Linked DNA regions of Sus scrofa: regions 1 and 3 are each linked to region 2. The links are chromatin contacts, called in public Hi-C and promoter capture Hi-C maps. All regions are on one chromosome and are shown on one strand. The core of a region is the stretch at or near the end of the contact, and the rest is flanking DNA. Distances in the headings are between cores, read along the strand shown.

Evidence for each region. Promoter capture Hi-C pulls out the DNA fragments that hold promoters and counts their contacts. A called contact is a pair of places that touch in the nucleus more often than the background predicts.
Region 1: a Hi-C map of skeletal muscle shows a contact between it and region 2, with 3 times the contacts expected there. The contact joins the enhancer-like site here to the promoter of TMEM87A in region 2. A contact is called at or near these places in 3 of 5 promoter capture datasets (fetal skeletal muscle, liver and skeletal muscle), 6 of 47 Hi-C or Micro-C datasets (embryonic fibroblasts, liver, psoas muscle and 1 more) and 1 of 2 datasets of contacts at active chromatin or transcription factors (skeletal muscle).
Region 3: a contact with region 2 is called in a promoter capture Hi-C map of liver, with 2.3 times the contacts expected there. The contact joins the promoter of SNAP23 here to the promoter of TMEM87A in region 2. A contact is called at or near these places in 2 of 5 promoter capture datasets (liver and skeletal muscle), 1 of 47 Hi-C or Micro-C datasets (heart right ventricle) and 1 of 2 datasets of contacts at active chromatin or transcription factors (alveolar macrophages).

The regions. Positions count from the first base shown.
Region 1 is chr1:128,924,720-128,928,370 of Sscrofa11.1, reverse strand. ZNF106 (zinc finger protein 106) reads right to left here. Exons shown (of 21, transcript XM_021097187.1): 3 at 1,344-1,544. Among named protein-coding and RNA genes, the nearest start is that of ZNF106, 33 kb to the right of the region's middle. Within about 2 kb of position 2,035, at least 27 of the 83 cell types and tissues checked have an H3K27ac peak or open chromatin away from gene starts, as enhancers often do. A contact at or near this core is called in embryonic fibroblasts, fetal skeletal muscle, liver and 1 more, where this site is marked.
Region 2 is chr1:129,096,713-129,100,146 of Sscrofa11.1, reverse strand. TMEM87A (transmembrane protein 87A) reads right to left here and starts at 1,759. Exons shown (of 20, transcript XM_005659710.3): 1 at 1,513-1,759; 2 at 186-246. The coding sequence starts at 1,671. GANC (neutral alpha-glucosidase C) reads left to right here and starts at 1,834. Exons shown (of 25, transcript XR_002345333.1): 1 at 1,834-2,748.
Region 3 is chr1:128,887,056-128,890,468 of Sscrofa11.1, reverse strand. SNAP23 (synaptosome associated protein 23) reads left to right here and starts at 1,514. Exons shown (of 8, transcript NM_001244719.1): 1 at 1,514-1,605.

The sequences.
Region 1 (3,651 bases), core at 786-3,285, 170 kb after region 2:
ACTTAATGTTTAATCATTTACACAGATAAGCTAATAATGGCACAAGAGTGTAGAACAAAAATAGAAGTTAGTCTCCTAGAGGTTCCAGCACTCTAAAACAAGAGTAAACCACAGCTATATTGAAAGTAGTGAGAATGTCACTTGAAGGATAAGCACCTAAACAACTTAAGAATCAAATTGCTACATACATTTTAAGACTAATAAGAAAGTCTCTTTCAAGGACTTGCTCAAAAAACTTTTAGCAGACACAATAAAAATTACTTCTCTTTTATATTCAAATCTCTAACTGAAAATGAAATACAGACCAGGTATAACTAGTATTCAGAAAGGATCTTTAAAAATTTTTGAATTTGAAATGTTTTTCATCATGTCCTAGGACTTAAAAAATTACCCCATCTCATAAATGTATCTCTTTTATTCATACCTAAAATTTTCTGCTTCACTGATTAAACACTTTAGACCATAAATCAGTAAGGGTGAAATACAAAAGGCTAATACCTGAATTACATAGATATGAAATTACATAGTACAAGCTATAAAACTTATATTTGCTGAGATCATCTTGACACTAATTTAAAATATAATAACAAAGGGATAAGTGAAATTTGGTAGAAGCACCATGTTAATTCACATCCAAAAAATAATTTTTTCCTAAGGGATGAAGTAAGAAATGCTATATAATATACTCAAATGAAGTTTCTTCGCTAATACCTTTCCACTAGAAAATCTGGATACCAAATAATAACAATTTATTGGTGCCAAAAATATTTGGAATAAAAACAGTTCTAAACATAGTTATCAATATGGTAAAAAACTTCAGATATGTAGCAGCTGTAGCTAGCTTTTATGTAGGGTCAATACTGAGGGTTTTTTTTTTTTTAAGCAGTTAGTACAACTGTTTAAGAAAGTATTCCGCTTATCCTTTTATGAATAAGACAGCAAATTCAAGATAAACTTTATAATTAAGATAAGTCTGAATGCTATAGGCTGAAAATAGTAGAAATGTAAATTGTATTCTCTACTACATTCTGTTTCATATAGGCTTTTTAAAATATCAAAATCGGAGTTCCTGTCATAGCTCAGTGGTTAATTAATCTGACGAGGAACCATGAGGTTGCGGGTTCCATCCCTGGCCTTGCTCAGCAAGTTAAGGATCCGGCATTGCCATGAGCTGTGGTGTAGGTCACAGATATGGCTTGGATCCCGAGTTGCTATGGCTGTTATGTAGGCTGGCAGCAACAGCTCCGGTTAGACCCCTAGCCTGGGAACCTCCATATGCCTCGGGTGCAGCCCTAAAAAGACAAAAAAATAAAATAAAATAAAATATCAAAATCATTACTCACCGACTTTGTTCATCCCTTTGTTTTATTAACTGAACGAGTTCCTTGTCAAAATAATCTTCTTCCTCTTCTTCTCCCTTTCCATCATCTTCTCTTTCCTGGGCATCAACGTTATCTTTGTGCAACTGGCCAGAAATGTGCTTTGCATATGCGGAAAGACCCACTTCTGTGACCCCGCACACTCGGCACTCATGACTACTGTCCCTAGGGAAAGAGGGAGATGAGGGACATTCAATTCTCCCCACTGGCATGACACACTCACCAGATCTGTTACAGTTTCCTCTGAAAGACACTGCACACTTTGGCACAGTGAAAAATTAGTGCTAATCAGTTTCAATGCTCCTTTCATCACTTTCAATAAGTTTGCTCATAAGTTACTTTTGGAATGAATTAAAGATTTTTTCCAGCAATCAAGAGGCAATACACTTCAGAATAATGTAGTTTAGGAGGAGGAATCTTCTTGAATTGCTGTACTTAAAATATTGCCAGAGGAAACATGGTGAAAGGGGAGGCAGGGCAGGGGGCTCAGAGCAAACAGAAGTTGCTCCAGAGCACACCCATGGTGCCAGCTGCACTCAGAACGCCTGGCCAGGCGCTTACATTTAATCTCTGGCACAAAAGCTTTCTCCCAGTGAAAATTAAGGGTGGAGAAAAGATTAGGCGGCGTAGCCAATCACAACCCAGTAACTAAATCGGTAACTAAATCGGAACAGCTGGAGCTCTGCCTGGAATGTGAAGATTCCGGACCCTAGGGCAAATGATAGGAGTAGTCTCAGCAAACTTTTTTTGGTCTGGATGATACATGTGATCTACATTCTGCTTCAAAAGGGCTTTATTTTAAAGGGAATGGAAAGCATTTCAGTTGTAGGAAGTTAACAGCTGTGCTAGGCAAATGGTTTTTCTCAGGTTTCAGAAAAGAATACCATTAAAAAAAAAAAGAATACCATTAAGAGAGAAGCAAAACTAAGTTCTCAGTTAAGATAACTGGGCAAAAGGCTTTTGCTTCTTTTACTTTACACACCTAATTGTATATCTCATACTTGGCCAGTTTAAGAAGCCAAAGTCTTGAATCAACGTCCAGAGCTATAGCAAATGAATAATCTCACTGCCTTTTTGGCTTCCTAAAATCTCCGATTGGCTCGGCTGTCTGTGCAGTCATTGACACATCTGAACATGATAGCCACATGTGTAATGAGTGGACAATAATATCCACTCAATAATCCAAACTGGCCTAACTCTATCATTTTATAATTTGTTTGGGGTTAATACTAGTGGTATTTCTGCACTTCCTATGCCATTCTATAACACACACACACACAGACATGCTGTCTTTGCTAATACAAAGACACACAATGCTGCTCCATCTTCCCCTCACATATATCCATCCAGACATGGGCAGAATTCATATCAGCCAACCAGAAGAGACTTTCATAATTAAGCACTTCATTTACTATAAGATGGTTTCTGTTACAGATCATCTAAACATCAACAAAATAAACAAATAAACCATACTGATCAGCTACTAAATTTCGGGGAGCATATGGTTAATGGTGACAAAGTATAAACAAATAACGCCCAGTAAGTTAAACAAAACAAAAAACACTTTTTTTTTTACTTGTAATAATCACGAAAAACACTTCAGAGAAACAGAGAAAATTAATAAGTTTCCACCTTTTTTACTTTGTAACTATAAATGTTCTGGATGTAATATATCTTTGACATTAAGATTCATTTTAATGAGTTCTGGCCAGATTTCCTGAAAACGTCATTAGCCAATTACCCCAAATATCAATATTCTAATTCCATCTAATCCTCCAGGAACTTAAACTAATTTCACCGAGAGTTTTCCACTCTACTTACTACATTTACACACGTGAAAAAGAATTCTCAATTTTCTGCAGTTTACCAGGGATATACACACTCCTCTCAAGCAATTAGAATTACAGTAGTTCATTCAAAGTGAACGTTAACTTGCAACAGAAAGCAAGCTTTTTCTCACAGCAACACAAAATAAAGTAGAAAATGTATATATAAATATAAATCTATCCCCAAAGGGCAGCAATCAGAAGAATCCAAAGACTGTAACAAACTTAGAAAACATAATTTACACTATAACAATGACTCAAATCAACTGGATTTTCTGGTTAGAAAATCTTTTTGGCTTTAAATTCTTTAATAAAAATGTCTTAATCCACTTTTCTACCTAAAAAATTTCAGAATGCTAAACTGTATTATACTGCAGTACAAGGGACATCATTCTAAAAGGTATTCCTAAATAAAATCCCTGATTTTACCCTTACTTCTAAAATGC
Region 2 (3,434 bases), core at 510-3,009:
CTAAGTATTCTGAAGATTATTCAGTGAAAGGATCTTAGTTATACCACATATGTTTATTCTTAGACAGTGCTGGACTATTAAACTTCAGAACTTATGTTGCTCATCAGAGGTAGAAAACAGGTAATTTAAAAGTTTGAAGACCACTCAAAAACTCAATAAAACTTCATGAAATGCAAAAAACTCACATTTCAGGAAGATAGTAGTATTTTTGAAGAGGATCTTTCCAAAACTAAAATAATTTTTCCCCTGCAAAGATAAAGAAGAGAAAGGATAATTAGCATCAAATCACTTTAATCCCCAAAGCAGCATGCAACTGGTATAAAAACCTAAATTTATAAAATGTTCAAGTTAGTTTTCTTAACACACATACAAAAAATGCATAAATATCCTTCCTTTTAGTAAAATTCAACCATATCCAATCTGCAGGATTTTGAAGCTTGGTGCGGAGACATGATTTTTTTTCCACAGGCCATGAAGCAAGGACTCTGGAAGGAAGGCTCCTACAAATCCTCAGATAACTTAAATCTTCATGGAAGGTACTCTTTAATCGGTTCACTCCTTTTACTCACTGATCATTGTCTAGAATAACCAATCATTTCTTCAAACAAACTATTCTATGAGCAGATGGCCAAATTCAACTATCAACCATTATACAAGTAACAGTACCTAAAACCGAGAACCTGAAGATCTTCACCAACTGAACAAAAGCTATAATTCCTGCCATATCAAAAGCTCAAATAAGATTTGGGCATTACAACCAGTGAGCAGAGCAGAACAAAAAAGACTACTGTGATTTTAATAAGACTAATGACTTCTGGCATTTCCTGCCAGCTTGTGATTTATCAGCTCACAGGACTATAGCTCTTACTCAAAGGAGGTTTTAAAAGGGCCGAGGGTCAACCTATCTAGTTAATTTGTCCAGAAGAAAAACTAACTTCTCACAATAAATTTTAGAATACTGTTTCTTCCGTTTTGTCCACTCTCAAATTAGACTACATTTCAAATGCTTAGGCTTCCTAATCACATGGCAAAGCTTAGAATAACTATTTCAAAGTCCAAACGAAATCAAACAGCTTCACAAGTAGAATCATCTAGTAGCCAAAAAATGAAGAGGAAGAAAAAAAAAGATGTCTATTTACATATCCCTCTCATTCAACCCGGAGTCATAAGATTCTGCGAAAGTTCAGCTGAAAAGAAAAACCACTTTCCACATATACATCAAGTTTACATGCCTCCAGTCAAAGAAAGTTCTCTGACTCTGCTGATAAAGAACCGCTCCATCACCACTCTCCGTTTCGGAAACGACCCTGGCATTACTGCTAATCTACCCACAGAAGTGTGCGGCTTTCCACTCCAGGTAGGTGAGTCCACGTTAACCAAGGACACAAACGCTCCCGGCAGTCCCACCCCTTTGGAAGCGTACTTTGGCGGAACCTTCCTGGACCCCATGGGCCGCCGTAGCCCCACCCCCTTACTCTTCCAGGCTCAGTTTCTCCTTAAGTGAACACTCACCAACGATATCGGTATGCGCCACTTGGATCGGTCGGCAGCTGCCACGGATGCCGGTCCTACACCGAAATGTGACAGTGGGGACGTGGGAGCCCCCAGAAGAAGAAGAAGAATGACAGGCAACACCTGAAGCCACGCAGCCGACGCCATCTTCACAGCCATGGAGTGCCTACCCAAAGTATTTCACCTTCTTCCGGTTCGTCCCGCCCTCTTCCGGCTCCCCTCTGGGGGCGGGATCATCCGGGTCCTCAAAACCGCAGGGGGCGTGTTTGTTTTGCGACTCAGCAGCCCCTCCTTCAGGCATACGTCACGGCCTGGTGTGAGGCTTTGTACCTACTGCGCAGGCGTCATCTTGTTGTAACCTAGTCACCTTGGAGCGCTAGGTTCATCGCCAAAAGCCATCGCCGAGTCTCTCGACTCCTCTACCTTAAGGGTTTGGGGACCAGACAAGAACCCCGTGGGGCGTTTGGCTCTCTCCTCCTCCTGTTGGCCCCTGTCCCTCATTCCTTCTGAGTCCGAGTCAAATGCCGGGGCCAGGAGTCTAGGAAAGCCGTAAGTCTGGCTGCCTACTTAAAGTCTAGTATTGAGTTCTAGGTTTCCGGAGGTATTTAAGCAAAAACTGGAATTTAGCCGGGGTGGAGTATAAGCGATTCCTAAACTGGACGGTGTAACAGATAACTCCTTTTAAAAAACCCCTTCTGGCCCTTAAGTCTGTGATGTAGATGTTGGCCGGCGCACATCAACTTAGAGCAGCCACCCGGCCGGCACTTCCTACTCACAGCTAAAACCGGGAGAGAGTGGGTCAGTTTTCAGTATCTTTGGCGTGACCGTCACTGAGAAAGATCTGCAGAAGCTTCGCCCAAGTCACGCAGACCGTCTTGGTACTTCCTGGTTCTCAGTCTCAGGGTTTTCATCCTCTGGGTCTGAGTTCACGCCCCCTCTGTTGCAGAAACCTTTTCGGTTCCTAATGAAGGTAGTTCCTGACCAGCCACTCAAAACCAAGAAAACTTTGCCCCCAAAAAACTAGTAGAAAGACTAGTTTGGGCGTGGAAATCCCAGGAGCAGGTGTCAATTTGTCACTCCTTGAGAACCTGGAGCCCCAGAAACTTGACGGTGGTAAAGCGCTGGTGGTTATTTAGAAAGACAATCTAAGAGACCGCCTGGGGCCTTTGCCTGAGAGCTGGGAGCCTGGTGAAGTGACTGGGAAGCCATGGAAGCAGCTGGCAAAGAGGAAATCAGGTAAAATCCCAGTAGTCCAGCAGGAACTGACTCCAGGGCCCACGGAGGCAGGCAGAACCTGGAAACAACATTCTGGCTTTGAAGATTTTATTGACTTTGATTGCGCTTGTTTGCACGTTTGGTATTTGTACATTAAATTTATATCTTTTCAATTCTCCAGAGAATTAGGTGATATTAATAGCCCCGCATGAAGTATTTTCAAGATAGTTAACAAAACTGGAAGAATTGTTATCAGAACTCTTAACACATGAATTTCAAGCATGTTGCTTTCCAAATTCCGCTGTATACACCTCTTCCTGAAGCATTCCAGAGTATATTCTTCAAAGCTGGAAAGAATGCTAATTTCTCTAATCTTTGCACACTTGATCCAAAGAAACAGTGACAAAGACTCAGTGAAGGATTTGATTACTGCCATGATAAACCATGTCCAAGTGTGTTTGTCTGAGCTTGTTTTCATAATATTTTGAAATAGTATTCAGTTATAGCTTCCTACGTAATCATGGTCATACTGACTACAGATGTATTCACTGTGTCTCATGCATGAAAGTCAATGTGGGTTTTTTTTTTTTCATTATAGCCTGTAGTTGTTTTATTTTTTTGTCTTTTTGCCATTTCTTGGGCTGCTCCTGCGGCATGGAGGTTCCCAGGCTAGGGGTCTAATCCGAGCTGTAGCCGTTGGCCTACGC
Region 3 (3,413 bases), core at 265-2,764, 210 kb after region 2:
ACCAATGACTTCTGTGTTACTAAATTGGAAGGATATTTCCCAGGCTTCATCTTCCTTGAACTTTTAGGAGTACACAAACTCCTGTGAAAGGTTTTTTATTTCCAGCACTGTGCTTTATTCTTAGTGATGCCTGGAAGCATTTCCAGATCTGCTTAAAATCTTTTTTTTTTTTTCCCTCTTTTTGCCTTTTCTAGGGCTGCTCCTTTGGCATATGGAGGTTCCCAGGCTAGGGGTCCAATTGGAGCTATAGCCGCCGGCCTACGCCAGAGCCACAGCAACTTGGGATCCGAGCCACGTCTGCAACCTACACCATAGCTCACTGCAATGCCAGATCCTTAACCCACTGAGGAAGGCCAGGGATCGAACCTGCAACCTCATGGTTCCTAGTCGGATTCTTTAACCACTGAGCCACGTTGGGAACTCCTGCTTAAGATCTTTTGATATTCTCAGTGATCATGGTAAAGTGAAAAAATGCAAGATCTTCTAAGATCTAACTTTTTTAAAAAATTGTAGTATGATTGATTTACAATGTTATGTTAGTTTCATGAGTACAGCACAGTGATTCAGATATATATATTACAAAATGTTGGGTATCATTCCCTGTGTTATACAGTAGGTCCTTATTAGTTATCTATTTCACATGTAGTAGTATCATTGCCAACTTTTTTTTTTAACAGCTGCATCTGTGGCATATGAAAATTCCCAAGCCAGGGGTTGAATAGGAGCTGAAGCTGCAGCCTGCAGCTCCAGATTCCTGGGGCATCTGTGAAGCTGCAGCAAGATGGGAGGATCCTTAACCCACTGAGCCAGGCCAAAGATTGAAACTGCATCCTCACAGAGACAACTGTTAAGTCCTTAACCCACTGAGTCACAGCAGAAACTACATCATTGCCAACTTTTAAAAACCCTTTCTCCCCTTCACCGGAAGGCGGCGCGCTTTAAGCCTCTCAAGTAGGATGAACTGCAAGGAATTTCCAGAAGGTGTTATGTTGTTCTTGGCACACTCTGTTCTCACAGTCTGGAAACTCCTATCTCCTTCCATTCCAAATTTCCGGGGGAACTCCTACTTAGCCTTCACGATTCAAAAGTCACTTCCTCCGGGAACTCTTCCAGATACCCTAAGAATAAAGCGCTTTGTTCACTGTGCCCCAACGGCGCCTCGGATTTTTCATATTCCAAGCACTATATTCTGTCCACTACAATTTGTTTACATATCTATGTCCCAGTCTAGGCAAAGGTCGGGGAGGCATTCTATTCGTTTTCTCTTCCTCAACATTCATCTCGTACATTGCCTGGTACACGGTTTGCCCTCGGTAAATGTTTATTGCATAAACACTTTCCATCTTGGGCGGGACCCGAATTGTCGGGTTAACCGGTGAGTCCCCAGACTCTTCGCCTGCGTGGCAGGGAGATTTAAACCGCCCCCCCGCCCCCACACCAGGGTGATTGGCTCCAGCTGCAGGGGTGTGTCCGCGCCCGCCGCGCCGGAGGAGCGCGCAGGCGCGCAGGTTCGGCGCGCGCAGGCGCAAGAAGAGAGCAGTTGGAGAGTCCGGCCTGCGGGTGTCCGATCTGCTGCGGCCGGAGAGGAGTGGCCGGAACTGCTTGGTGAGTCTCCAGGAGTGGGATTGAGGGAGCTGGCTGCCGTGAAGATTGGGTTCATAATCCCAAGGAGAAAGTGTATATCGTGACAGTTGAAAAACTGGTGGGGTCGGGCTTGAGGGGAGGAGGGGGCGCTCTGGCCCGAACTGAGCCGGTCCGGCCGGGCTCGAAGACGCGAGGCTCCTGGAGACTCTCTAGGGGTCAGAGGAGGAAGGGTGGAGGGATGTTGGTTCTCCGGACTTTCCTTGAAACCTAGCAGAGGTAAACTCCCACTCCCTGACTTCTCACCCTCGCAGTTGTCGGGATTAATAGACTTTATGGTGGCCACAGTGATCAGATTAATTTTCAACTACCTGTATGAAAAAGGTTTCTGAGATTCATGGCATTGGAGAGTCCATGCTCTCTAGGAAAGTCTGTACTTGGCTCGCGGCTTCACTGAAGACAAACGAAGGAAAGAGTTATTAAAAGTAAAATTCCACGGAGTAAATGGTGGTGGTGGTGGGGAAGTCCTGGAAAGTGCTGTTTCACCTGGAACTTTTTTTCATCATTAGTCACCACAATGCTAGACAAGGCAGATGGGGGTCAGAGGCAACGAAAGTCGTCAAAATTGGGAAAAGAAGATGAGAAGAGAATATAAATTTTGCCTTTTGCTACTTGCCCTCTCCTTTGGGGAGGGCTGGAGGCGATTATGGATACTGGCAGCTTATGACAGTGTTGCCTTAGCTTCCTGAAAATAATGTAGCTTCTTAGTAGAAGGTATTTCAAGAATTGAGAGTGATATTATTCCATCTGCCCTGGGACCTTAAAACTGGTTTGCAGATGTTCTGGTGAAATCCTGCAGGTTTGGCCAGATGGAAATGGTTCTTCCACTTTCTTGGTTAGCCTGAAAGATACCACGCTTGAAATTCATGAGACATCTTTAGCAAGAATACTTTGACATTTAAACTTAAAATATTTCATAGTAAAATTTTAAAATATTATTTCTTCCACCAGCAAATTTGATTCCTAAGGCATCCACTAATCACCTGCCTTTCATTCCTTTGGAAAGAGGTAATGAGAAAAAAACACTTTCATATAAATATTAACAAATATTAGGAGAAAACCCTCTTCCTATATGACCATGCTCCTTTGACAGGCCATGTGAAAGTAAATTAAATGATCATGTAACTTAACCCACAACTTAGATATCAGTGTTGCTAGGGATCTTTTTCTAGGTGCTTGTGACATGTAAATATGCCCTAGAGAATTGCTATTATCTTAGTTCCAGAATAGGAATGGCTTATTGTGTCATTATGTTTTTAACAATATTACACACTCTTTCCTATAAACAGAATTTCTGAATGCTTCTTAGTATTTGTTTCTTTTACTCTAAATTAGCTTTAGTAACAAGCTCACTGAACTGAAGGTCACATCTTTTTATCATTCAGAACCCACCCTTGAACCAAAAAGAAAGCAAACAAACAAACCTAAAAACAGACCCTGTTGCTGATGGGACAGCTGTTGTTACTTCCCTTGGTATGAACCATACCACCATCATAAAAGATTTCCAAAGTAATAAATATGTTAACTACTAAGCACGTACGTATTGCTTAAATAACAACTAAAATTTCTTTTTCTTGCTTTGCGCTTTGGAAAATAGTGCTTTGGGCCTAATTGCCTCTTTTTTTTAAATAAAATGAAGATTGGATTATCTAAACTCTAAGGGCAGAAGATTCCAAAATTCTGTGAGCCTTGTGATGGCATTCATTGTTGTGACATAATTCTAACAAACCAGATGAAAGTAGATTAGAATAGCAAAAGGGAAAAAAAGGATG